Regions from separate parts of the Sus scrofa genome. Here region 2 is linked to region 1. The links are chromatin contacts, called in public promoter capture Hi-C maps. All regions are on one chromosome and are shown on one strand. Each heading gives the region's core, a stretch centred on a gene start, on an enhancer-like site or on the middle of the called end of the contact. The rest is flanking DNA. Distances are from core to core; before and after follow the strand shown.

Region 1 (6,136 bases), core at 1,473-3,972:
ATACATTTAGAAGGTCAAGAGAGAAGTTAGAACCAGCAAATGAGACTTAGAAGGAGCTGCCTGTTAAGTTGAAGAAACTATCTAATCAGAGTTTCTTTTTTTGTGTGTCTTTTTGCTATTTCTTGGGCCGCTCCTGCGGCATATGGAGGTTCCCAGGGTAGGGGTCGAGTCGGAGCTGTAGCCACCGACCTACACCAGAGCCACAGTAACGCGGGATCCAAGCCGCGTCTGCAACCTACACCACAGCTCACGGCAACGCGGGATGGTTAACCCACTGAGCAAGGGCAGGGACCAAACCCACAACCTCATGGTTCCTAGTCGGATTCATTAACCACTGCGCCACGACGGGAACTCCTAATCAGAGTTTCTATTAAGGTCACAACTCTGGGTGAGATGAGTGTGATACACAAGATATACAAGGGTGGTTCATATTATAATGGAAAATGTAAGTATAATGTAAATTAAAGGGAAAAATGCTTCTCGAGAGGCAGCAGAACACCAGACCAAGGGACAGAGGGCTAAATTCCCAGCTCTGACTCTCACTAGATGCATGACATAGGACAGAACACATGAGTTTGCCCTGAGCCTCAGGTAACTCCTCTGCAAAAGGAGAGATGATAATACCATTTCAATGGGCTGTTGTGAGAATGTATGGAATTAGAGCATTTGAATACACACTGTAAATGAAAAAATATTACATGAACATAACAAACTTGCCTTGGCTCTCTGCCTAGAACTTGCATTCCTCCAGGACAAGGGCCCACCCTACTCATTTCTTTCTTAGCAGTCTTCTAATTGAATTCTGACCTCCCTCATGGCATCTACCTGCTTTCTGTGACAGCTAGGGCCTTAGTGCCAATTGCCACTGCTAGAGCTTTAAACAATTCCAGTTGCTGTGGAGCTTTTGCCAAATCACTGACCTCATTCTTGACTATCTCTCTGGCCCACCCCCACCCATGAGCCCAAGTTATGACAAGCTCCAAAGTGGTGTTTCAAAGCCAATCCGAGGTCGAACTACTGAGATTCAAAATATGTACTTAACATTGATAACTAGTTTGTTCAGTCACAAAGATTTTTTAAAGTTCTTGAGACCAAAGTAACTAGTTTCTCAAAAAGGTGATATCCAAAGCAGTGTACACATTATAAACACACACACATTAATTCATCAATTTCTTTCAACAAAGTTTTTTTTGGTTTGTTTGGTTTTTTTTGATTTCTTGGGCCACTCCTGCAGCATATGCAGGTTCCCAGGCTAGGGGTCTAATCCAAGCTACACATCCAATATTTCCCTGTCCTGCCACCCTATGCCACAGCCACAGCCACATAGGTTCGGAGCCTCATCTGCAACCTATACTACAGCTCACAGTAACACCAGATCCCCAACCCATTGATAGAGGCCAGGGGTCGAACCCGCAACCTCATGCTTCCTAGTTGGATTCATTTCCACTGCGCCACAACAGGAACTCCCAGATTTTGTATTTCTAACAAGTGCCCAAGTGATACTGATGCTGCTGGTGTATGGTCCACACTTTGAGAACAACTAGGGTAGTTGCTGCAACAGTAACTTGCTAAAAATAGGCTCAATATCAAGTACATTCCTGTTAGAAACAACCTTACAGAGAAAATTATGATTGGCTGAGAAGGTGCTACATAATATATATTATGCAATACCTTATTAAATAACCAGCTTGTTTTATTACTTTGTTGGTTTTTTTCTTTCAATCATGCTTCTTCAAGAATTATCTTGTTCCACTTTTTAACAACTAAAATGGATGTGTGTGGGGGGAAGAATTTCCAAGTTACTTTTGTCCTAAGAATCACCTCCACTATTTCCCTGTCCTTCAGTGCCTCAAGAGAGTCACTTATCCTCTTTCATCATTATTCACTTATCTTTGAAAATGGCTATATAGTACCTATCTCGGTGAACTGCTGTGAGGATTAACGAGACCCTAAATGAAAAATCTTAGCCCTGAAAATGGCCTGTAAATGGCAGCTGCTCTGCTTTTACTAATTTGTCTACATCAAGAAAGTAAATTTCCTGGGACCAATATCCGAAACTACTTACATCTTCAACACATTAACTGCCTGTAGCAATAACTCCAAGTTGTAAAGAAAATGGTCAGTTACATTCTAGGGATTCAGCTTACTGTGGCAGAAAGCGGTCTGATTTGGAAACGTTGGCAAAGTGCATCAGGACAACATTCTCCCAGACAAAATTATAAATCAGAATCACCTGGATCATTACTTCAACTTCAAAGTCCCAGATAACCAAAACTACTTCCAAGGGAGAAGCTTAGGTGATTATTTAAAGGTAAATAATTACTCCAGGTGGATTTTTCTGATCAGCAAGTTTGGGAAACAAGGAAGGGACCTACCTCTCCATTTTAATGGTGGCTATCAGAAGGCCTAAAAACCGTTTCTATTTATTCATTAGGCCATTGTTTACTACAAAATTTTCGTAAGTCCCTTTCTGTGTTACTAATTTTGGTCTTCTGAGTTGAACTAAAGTCACCTGGAGAGGTCAGCTGCACGTGGGATTTTTTTGTTGCTGCTTTGAAAAGGTTCTGTTTTTAGTTAACTCACCCTTTCAAACTAGTCAGGGCCTGTGCCTCATTTCTGAATTGCCCCCTCTTGAATTTCCTCCTGCAACGCCTTCTTTTTGATCTCTCCCTCAGATCTAGCTTGTTTGGCCCTTCTTTTCTTGAGTAGAACATTTGGTGCTTTCCCAGTTCGAGACGCTTTGCTGGAATAGCCAATTTCCAGGGATTTTACAGGCTGGCCAAAACAGTTTGTTCAGAACAACAACGCCGACGCGCGGGGCGGAGGACTGGCAGCCAGTGAGGCCAAGCATTTCCTGACTCTGCACAACCACCCGTGACCTTGGGCGTGCAAGAGAGCCAGCGCCGCCTGCCCTGCTCCTTCCCGACAGCAACAAGGCAACGCTCAAGCTGTACTTTAGAACCGAAAAGGTGTGGGAGGGAACTGGACGGGGAAGCGTCATAAAGAGGCGAGGAGACCCAGAGGCTATAGAGCAGTTCATTTTCTGAGGCGAATCCTTCTACCTCTTTCTCCAGGGGTGGGGGAAGGGGGAGTAAGGAGGAAAGGGAAATGTCTGCCAAGGGGTCGAGACAAAGCGTGAGAACTGAGATGGCGAAAAGCAGGCTCGACTGAGAAAATCAGAAGGCGAGACGCTGAGGGCGGATAATCAGGTTAAAAATAGAAACGCGTCCTCCACCGGTCTAACTCCTACCAGCTCCGCCCGGAGGCCGGCAGCCCGGCCAGTGACTCGGCTCCGCGCAACTGCAGAGCGGTCAAGCTCGGCCCCTCCTCCCCGACCGGGTGACTGGAGTGAGAGGCGCGGCGACGGGCACGTGACGTCATCGCGCTCCCGGCGCCGCCGGCGCCGTCGGGGTTTTCGATGACGCACAGACCCCGCCCCCTCCCTCCCTCTTTCCCTCAGAGCCGGAGCGCCGGCAGGAGAGAACGCGTCAGTGAGCTGGAGCGCAGATCTGTCTGCATCTCAGTTTTGGGCTTGTAGCTCCCGGGAACAGCGCAGCTTCCTCGGTGGTAGAAGAAGCATCCGAGAGCGCCATCCGCGGGCCCTTGCGGCGCCCAGGCCTAGCTGCGCGCGCCCGGCTCGCCCTCGGAGTCTGCCCAACCCGCCGCTGGTGGAGGCGTGAGGCGACGACGGGTGAGCGCCGAAAGCTGCCTTAGCCGCCGCGGCCTTCGGTCCTCCCTCCGCCTCCTCTGTCCCCCCGCCCCGCGCCGCTTCCCTCCTCCCACTTCCCGAGCTCCGGCGTGTCCCGGCCACGCTCACTGCTGCTGCGGGAACAAAGAAGGACCCCGCGGCGGCGGCGGCGGCGGCGCAACCTCCTGCGGCTCCGACCGGCCCGCGGCTGCGGCTCCAAGGCACCCGACTCGCCTATCCCTGAGGGCTCGGACCGGCCCCACCGCGCCGGTGTCGCGCGCGAGCCCGGCTCCTGGCCCCGCAGGGTGAGTGGTGTGGAGGGGAGGCAGGGCTCCCGGCTGTTCGTCCCGGGCTGGTGGTGGGAGCGGAGGACTGGGGTGCCGTAGGCCTCCGGCGAAACCCTAGCGGCCGGCGGCGTCCGGGGGAGGGGAGCCCGCCCGCCAGTTCAGGAAGCACAAAGACGAAGGCGTCATCGTGTCGTCGTGGCCGGAGACCCGGTTCCCTGCCTCCGGTTCAGTCGCACTCGCACGGCCGTGGAAACAATGCCTGGCGTGCGGCCTCGGGGTTTCGGGCTCCGGGCCTCCCTCAAGTCCACCCCGGCCGTCTTCGGCGGTGGCGCCCGGCGTGGGCGGCCTGACCAGGAAAGACAAAGAAATGGTGGCGGCGGCGGCGCCCCTGGCCCCTTGCCTTCCTCACCCCCCCATCTCCACCTCCTCGGAGGAGCAGTTGAGGGTCGGGGGGTCGGCGCAGGACAGGCTGGGTGAGGGGCCGGCCTGGCCTGCGGAGCTGCTGTTATGCATGACTCAGTGGTTTTTGAAGAAGGCCCTGATGGGCTCTCCTGAGTGAGGCCTTCTCTTGGAGGGTCATAGGGGTATGGGTGGAGGACCAGTGGGACCCGAACTTGTTCTGAAATCGCCGAACATTAGGTGAGGGGGCCTTCTCTGTCGTGGTGTTTCAGTTTTACCGGTGTCGCTGCGTTTCTCAACCAAGATCTCTTTCATGAAGGAAGTGGAGCACCTACTCCTTTGTTTCATGCATTTAGGCTGGTGAACGTGAAATTCTTTGCTCGCTTTACACGCACTGTGGAGCTGTTTTGGGGAAAAGCTGGGATTACCTTGATTGATTTAGCGTCTCCGAAGAATCTGGTCTGACATATTAGGGTAAAGGAGTATATAGGTCACGGAGCCACTGTCCTTAAACTTGGCCATTTAGGTAATTTGCAGGCTTTAAAAAAAAAAAAACTAAATGAATTTTATTTTACTTCTTTTTAAAAGTAGGATTTCAGAACTTTATTGGTGAAAACATTGCATTTTTTTTTCAGGTTTTTCCCACAAAATGTCGTCCTCAAAAGATTTTTTTATTCCTTCCCCCCCACCCCCCAGGCCCGATATTAAGCCTGAAAAGGAACCTTTTAAAAATCACACTAACCTCCATTTGGCAAGAGGGAACTGAGATCTGGAAAGTAAGGGCTCGCCCAAGGTCACTGGCTTACTTAGAGGTAGATTAGAGACTAGAACTCCTGGTCTCGACTCCAAGTGGGTGGGCACTTCTAATGTCTTTTAACATTTTGTGCACCAGAAGTGTAAAATTTTTTACATTCATATTGGCGGCTGGGAGATTTTCAGTTACATGCCCTATATGCCGTAGTCTTTTTGATTTGTTTTTTAGGTGTGAATTAGAGGTAACCAAAGTTGTAAAAATAGGCATTTCAGCTATAAAAACTATAAAAATTAACAATTTAGCTATACCTGATAGAGCTGACACATGAATGCTTAAGTTTCTAACAATTTAAAGGGTATTAAATAATAATGGTATATGTATTATTCTAAAATGCTGCCAAGTTTGGGAAACACAGTGCTTCATCCCCCAAACCCACCTCAAAAAATAAATACCTTCAACCAGGATTCTTTTTGCCTTGATGCTGGCTTCGCTATCCTTGCTTTTTATAAACAACCCTGGCCATTTTAGCTTCATGAGTGATTAATGATGGTTGCATCTTCTGGCTTGAATTTGACATTGTTCTTTACCCTTCCCTATGTTAGAAAAACTGTAGCAACCTTAATGACATCCTTTTGGTGTGTTTTCTATATTACGTTGGATATATGAATGCTGCATCCTTAGTTTTGGGGGTTGTGTAGGAGTTAGCAGGCTCTGAGATATAAATAGAAGCTGATTTCAGAGGCCCCTGTTGACTAGGCTTTATGTGAGAGCCTCCATCCAGCTCAGCCTGTCACATTGCAGCCTTGTGACAGGCTGAAGCGCTCCCCCCCATGTGATCTAAGCTTCTGAGAAATATTAAGGCAAGCTGTGCACATGTGATGGCATTTAAATGCTGGCTTTGAGGGGGGGTAAAAATTACGGATGGGAATCCTTGTAGAAGACTAAAGTCTTGGTGTCTCCTGTCTCAGAATTTGGAGGCTATTTATAAGTGAATTGAAAGTAGATGTG
Region 2 (6,136 bases), core at 1,721-4,220, 76 kb before region 1:
AGTGCTACTCTTCCCTTAAGAAATCTCAAATGTCTTTCTTTTCTTTTTTTTTTTTTTTTTTTTTTTTTGGCATTTTAGGGCCACACTTGCAGCATATGGAAATTCCCAGGCTAGTGGTCCAATCAGAGCTGCAGCTGCTGGCCTATGCTACAGTCACAGCAATGCCAGATCCAAGCCACAGTGGCGAATTACACCACAGCCCACAGCAACACCGAATCCTAAACCCACTGAGCAAGGTCAGGGATCAAACCCACATCTTCATGGATGCTAGTTGGGTTCTTAACCTGCTGAGCCATGACAGGAACTCCATTTTTTTCCTATCTGATTTGACTACAGATATGAGTTTATACAATTCTATATATCTGACTTTTGAGTCACACTATATTCTTCTACTTGAATAAGTAAGAAAACTAGGGAAAGCTAGTCATTTTCTTGATGCATATTCAGATACTTGTCTTTACTTTTTCAAATATCCTCTTTACTTTTTGTTCAAAAGTACACTAATCAAATGAATGGTACTTTATTCCTTACAAAACAGAATTAATTTAACATAGAGCCAAAAGGCACAATCTGCCTATGAAAGACCAAGGTGTTCTTAAAGAGTATTCTCTGGCTGGAAACTTAAAAATAGCTCTTATTTGATTTTGTTTGTGTGATGATACGTATGCTACAGGGGCAGGAAAAGGAAAGTATGGCCTGCCAGGAAGAGGGTTAACCTCCACTGCAATAAGTAAAAAACTGCTTAGTGATTACTATAGTGTAGTACTGGCAATTTAAGTCTACCTCTCAGTGTACTTTTTTTTTTTTTTTTTTTTTTTTTTTTGCTTTTTAGGGCCACATACTAGACATATGGAAGTTCTCAGGCTAGGGGTTGAATCAGGGCTGCACCTGCCAGTCTACACCACAGCCACAGCAAGGGGGGATCCGAGCCCCATTCATTACCTACACCACAGCTCATGGCAACGCCAAATCCCTAAACTGCCAAGCAAGGCCAGGGATTAAAACTGCATCCTCATGAACCCTAGTTGGGTTCATTACCACTGAGCCACAAGGGAACTCCTCAGTGTACTCTATTTTTTTAGGGCCGCACCTGCAGCATATGGAGGTTCCCATGCTAGAGATCAAATCGGAGCTACAGCTGCTAGCCTACACCACAACTACAGCCACAGCAATGCCAGATCCAAGCCATATCTGTGACCTACACCACAGCTCACAGCAATGCTGGATTCTTAACCCAATGAGCGAGGCCAGGGATCAAACCCTCAACCTCATGGTTCCTAGTGGAATTTGTTTCCTCTGCACCACAACGGGAACTCCCTCAGTGTACTCTTTAAGATGTATTCTACCTCACCCAATGGTATTGAAACTTGAGTTCAGAAATTTCACCTTGGAAATTGGTGAAAACTTTATGATTATAGGTATTCTGTAGTGGGCTCCAGGAAGCTGTAACTTTGGGCTTCTAGTGATCCTGAAGGGGCCAATCAGAAGAAAACATACATGCTGAGAAGCATAATGTAAATCTGCAAAGTTCAAAACTGCCCCCTGCAAGGTTGGTATGAAGATTAGTGAAAATATATCTGAAGCTCCCAAATCAAAACTTGGCAGCTACCTACTGAATAGATCAAAATAATTTTATAATTCTTATTACAGTATAATTATTATTGTGATATAATTATTATTTTATACAGAAAGAAAGCCATGGAAACTGGAAGCATTTAAGCTGCAATTAAGTAAAAAGAGAAGAAAGGGAATTTATAAACCCTCAATACCAAAAATGGATACAGTATAAGAGGGTCAGAAACTGCAACTGTTAGTAACAAAGGTTATAACTTCCAAATTATTAGGTAATCATTAAACCAAACTAGAGACAAGTAATTAAGCAAAGGAGAAAAAGGACTTTTTCCATATATCACAAAATTGAAGCAAAGATGTGTTTATTATCTTGATCATCTGGGTCTTAGCCACAGTTCCTGGACTCTCAATGCTTGAGTAAACCTGAATTTAAGGCAATAAAATCAAGAAAGCAGTGTGAGTTAGGGAAAAGGGAGATTTCCAAACTGTGGCTGAAGTCAGAGAGCCAGTCCAATCTACAAAGATCTTTGATTTCCTCAGTAAATCCCCAGAGACTGATAATTTTGCCATTTGCTTTGCCCTTGACAAAGAATACTAAATTCTAGCCAGTCCTGGCTCTTCCACTCATTTGTTCATTCATTCACTGAACCAATATTTAATGAGCTCAGATGATGTGCCAAGCACTATTCTATAGGCATTTGGGATACATAAGTAAACAAAACTATATAAAGATCCCTGCCCTCACAGAACTTACATTCTTGCAGAGAAACAGAAGGAAAAAATGCATGTGATGAATAAATATGTCATATAATATAAAAAAGAAAGTAAGCAGGGGAAAGGAGAGTGTGGGGAGATGACAGGTGGTCAAGGTCTCACAGGGAAAGTAAGACTTGAGCAAAGACCTGAAGGAAGTGAGGGAGTGGAGCCAGCTGCTAGGGTTAATAAAGCATTGCCAGTGGAGGGAAAAACAAAAGTCAGGGGACAGGAAAGTGCCAGACTTTTTAAAAAGAATAATAGGAAGGTCAGAGTAGCTTGAGGAGTGAATGAGAAGAATAATCAGAGATGAGAACGGTGGAATAATTGAGGGCTCAGATCATCATAGAGCCTTGCAGGCCATTTGCTGTAAGAACTCTGGCTTTTACTCGTAGTGAAATGAGCAGGTATTGTGTGTTATTAAGCACAGGAGTGATGCAATCTCATTTAGGCTTCAAAAGGCACATTCTAGCTGATTTGTTGAGAGTAAGAGATAGGAAGCAAACATCACTCATTCCTGCAGCAGTAACCCTGGAACATAGCTCATCACTTGCAGCAAAAGTGCATTACACAGAAGGAACACTTCACTTGGAAGCATCTGCTACAAATACTGATATCTGTTTGAGCTTGATCACTGACTCCTAACTGGAGGTTCTAACTTGCTGTTTGGTTTTGACCTCTGGCCTCTACGCAAACAAATTGCACAGCCCCAGCCATCCTGTTGTTTCTCAAATTTGCCTTAGCTCCCCACCAAAAAGGTGCATAAAGTTTAATCATTTTTATACAATAACTTCCAGAGCTTGTTATTACATTAAAAATCAACTGGTAATTAGAAGCACTTGAAACCTACTTTAAGGGATAATAAATATCACATTTTTAGTTCCTACTACATGCCAGATACTGTGCTTTATGTATATGAACAGAGTTAACCTTCTTAACCCAGTGAGTTAGTATATTATTGTAATGTCTGTGGTAGAAACCATGCCTTGAAGACATAAAGTAATTAGTAAAAATAAGAGGCAGGACTCAAACCCAAAAAGTAGTACTACTACCCTATAATACATAATTAGGTTTGAAATAAATATTTACATCTCAAAAGCCTAAAAAAAATGCTCTTCAGGATCTTATTCACACTATTTATTCATACAGTATACCCTGTTAATGTCCAGAGAACAAAGGAAACTTAGAAACTTTAGCCTGGCCCTGACCTCAATATGACAAACCAGTGTAAATATCCTCTAATTGGACACAGGATATTGTAATTGCTATGTTAACCAAAAAAGGAGTTAAAGTGAGGAAAGACAGGATATTATATATGCATGCCTAAATAATTTACTTTTCCTTCAACCATTAATTTGTGTACTCATTTATCAATCACTTGTTGTAGAATATTTTCTTAAAGTCACTGGTGTTACTTCCTTTTTGCATAAAGCATAATCTTTGATCTCCAATTTCAATTTCTTTAAAGTGGAATTTGAAAATAAGTTCAGCTGTGAATAAACATAAAAATCAACTTTTCTAGATATTTATGAGTATTTTTTTAATATTCTGCAATGTCTTCTTACATTACACAGCTCCCCACACACACACCGAATAGATTCTCTCCAAAGCATTTAGTTTAGGTCTTATCGAAACAATTCTCTTCCTTTTCACACTCATATTTCTTTGGCTTTCATACCACTAAATAAACTATGTAATATCTATGACAAACATAACAGGCATAAACAGATTTGGAACCACATGTAGCTGATCCTTGGTAAACATAAAACTCAATAGAAGGGGGCAAAAATGCATGAATGTACTAACAATAGTCTTCTGGCTACCAGTATTCCTCTGCAAAGAACATCATCTAGCATGTTTTACTGAGAGAATAGAGTAGGACTAACTGAGCATCTATGGTATAGATTATTGATGTCAAGTAATGAAGTCTTATTGGGACTTGCAGAACATAGGAACTCAAAGGAAAATTAACAAAAAAATAACTAGCATAATCCAAACATTTAGCAGAGAGAAAAATCTAGACCTTGAAAGATCACATCATCATTAGGAATCACCTCATCATTAGGAAGAGGAACAAATTTCATGTTTCTGTTCAGCGTCCCTTTCTACACCAGAGCACTTCATTTTGTCACTACTTGATAAAGTTACAAAAATGACTGATTTTCCTCTTTTCTCTAGTCCTGTTTTTCTTTTTTTTTTTTTTTTTTTTTTTTTGTCTTTTGTCTTTTTGTTGTTGTTGTTGTTGTTGCTATTTCTTGGGCCGCTCCTGCGGCATATGGAGGTTCCCAGGCTAGGGGTCGAATCGGAGCTGTAGCCACCGGCCCACGCCAGAGCCACAGCAACGCGGGATCCGAGCCGCGTCTGCAACCTACACCACAGCTCACGGCAACGCCGGATCGTTAACCCACTGAGCAAGGGCAGGGACCGAACCCGCAACCTCATGGTTCCTAGTCGGATTCGTTAACCACTGCGCCACGACGCGAACTCCCTGTTTTTCAAATATAGTACAAAGAAGTAGTTCTCTTACCCAAGACTAACATTTTTTTTTACCTAAAAAAATAGAGATGTTTAACCTTGAGGTTTTTAATTAAAAATAGACTAGTTTTGCTTAGATTTGAGATTTCAATGTCAATTACATAAAATTAGTCTCTCTATTCCAAAACATGTAAATTAAGAACCAAATTTTTCCTATATATATAACCCACTGAATTTACAGACTCACATTTGGGTATTGGATAGGGACTAGAAAATAGCTTGAGAGGAAAAAAAAAAAAATGAGGCAACTGAAATACTAGAAAGACTGAATAAATAAACAAGAAACCAGCCTTGCAACTGACTTTTCCAGATACTTTGCCAAGATGCCTAAGGTCATTGGTAAATACTCAGTTGTCCTGTAACACTATGAAAAAGAAATCTACCATAGAAATAGTTCAGAAATTATAATATTTACTCTGAAAAAAACTATAAGGCTCATGTGATATGTGCTCATGTATATTTATAAAAATGGGTCAAAATATAATGTAATAAAAGTCTAAAAAAGGAACTGGGAATTAGAACCAGATTCTATGTTCTAGTTATTTTTATTTATTTTGTACTTGCTAGAAAAATAACTACAAAAAATTGATTTGGCATAAATAAATGTGTACACTTATTAACTCCACCTGCAACTCAGGCCACAGCCTTCAAGTAATAATGAGCTACATTTAGGCTCTAAGTCTCATGATTACTTCCCCCAAAGATAAACGGTGAGTGCTTAAAATCACCTGCAGGGGAGCACTGTTGCTGTTCTTCCTGGTCACCAACCTCCTAAATGATACCATTTCCTCTGCGTCTTGAGTATCATGTGTTAAGAACTTTTAGATCTATGGATCCAGCATAATCCTCTCACCAGCAAATGAGTGTCATGTCCTGTTGAACAGCTCTATCCAATGACCCTTGAATACTTCAAATTTATCTTATCAAAAACTGAATACCTGATCTCCTTTCCTCCCCAAATTGCTCATATGCCTCATGTGTTCCTTCTCTCACCTAGAAGAACAAATAACCCAACCCAGGAAATTTTATGTTATTTTATTTTATTTTATTTTATTTTATTTTATTTTTTTATTTTGTCTTTTGTCTTCTTAGGGCTGCACCCTCAGCACACAGAGGTTCCCAGGCCAGGGGCTGAATCAGAGCTGTAGATGCCGGCCTACACCACAGCCATAGCAACATGGAATCTGAGCCTGGTATGCGATCTACACCACCACAGCTCACAGCAACGCAGGATCCTTAACCCACTGAGCGGTGCCAGGGAGTGAACTGGCATCCT

What was found. Promoter capture Hi-C pulls out the DNA fragments that hold promoters and counts their contacts.
Region 2: a contact with region 1 is called in a promoter capture Hi-C map of liver, with 6 times the contacts expected there. The contact joins the enhancer-like site here to the promoter of TMC1 in region 1. A contact is called at or near these places in 1 of 5 promoter capture datasets (liver), 6 of 47 Hi-C or Micro-C datasets (embryonic fibroblasts, liver and skeletal muscle) and 2 of 2 datasets of contacts at active chromatin or transcription factors (alveolar macrophages and skeletal muscle).

What each region holds. Positions count from the first base shown.
Region 1 is chr1:225,711,187-225,717,322 of Sscrofa11.1, reverse strand. It overlaps TMC1 (transmembrane channel-like protein 1), which reads right to left and starts at 2,722. Exons shown (of 24, transcript XM_021064884.1): 1 at 2,584-2,722. It also overlaps a transcript of ZFAND5 not described here.
Region 2 is chr1:225,787,600-225,793,735 of Sscrofa11.1, reverse strand. All of the region lies in intron 2 of TMC1 (transmembrane channel-like protein 1), which reads right to left. Among named protein-coding and RNA genes, the nearest start is that of TMC1, 76 kb to the right of the region's middle. Within about 2 kb of position 2,970, at least 2 of the 83 cell types and tissues checked have an H3K27ac peak or open chromatin away from gene starts, as enhancers often do. A contact at or near this core is called in liver, where this site is marked.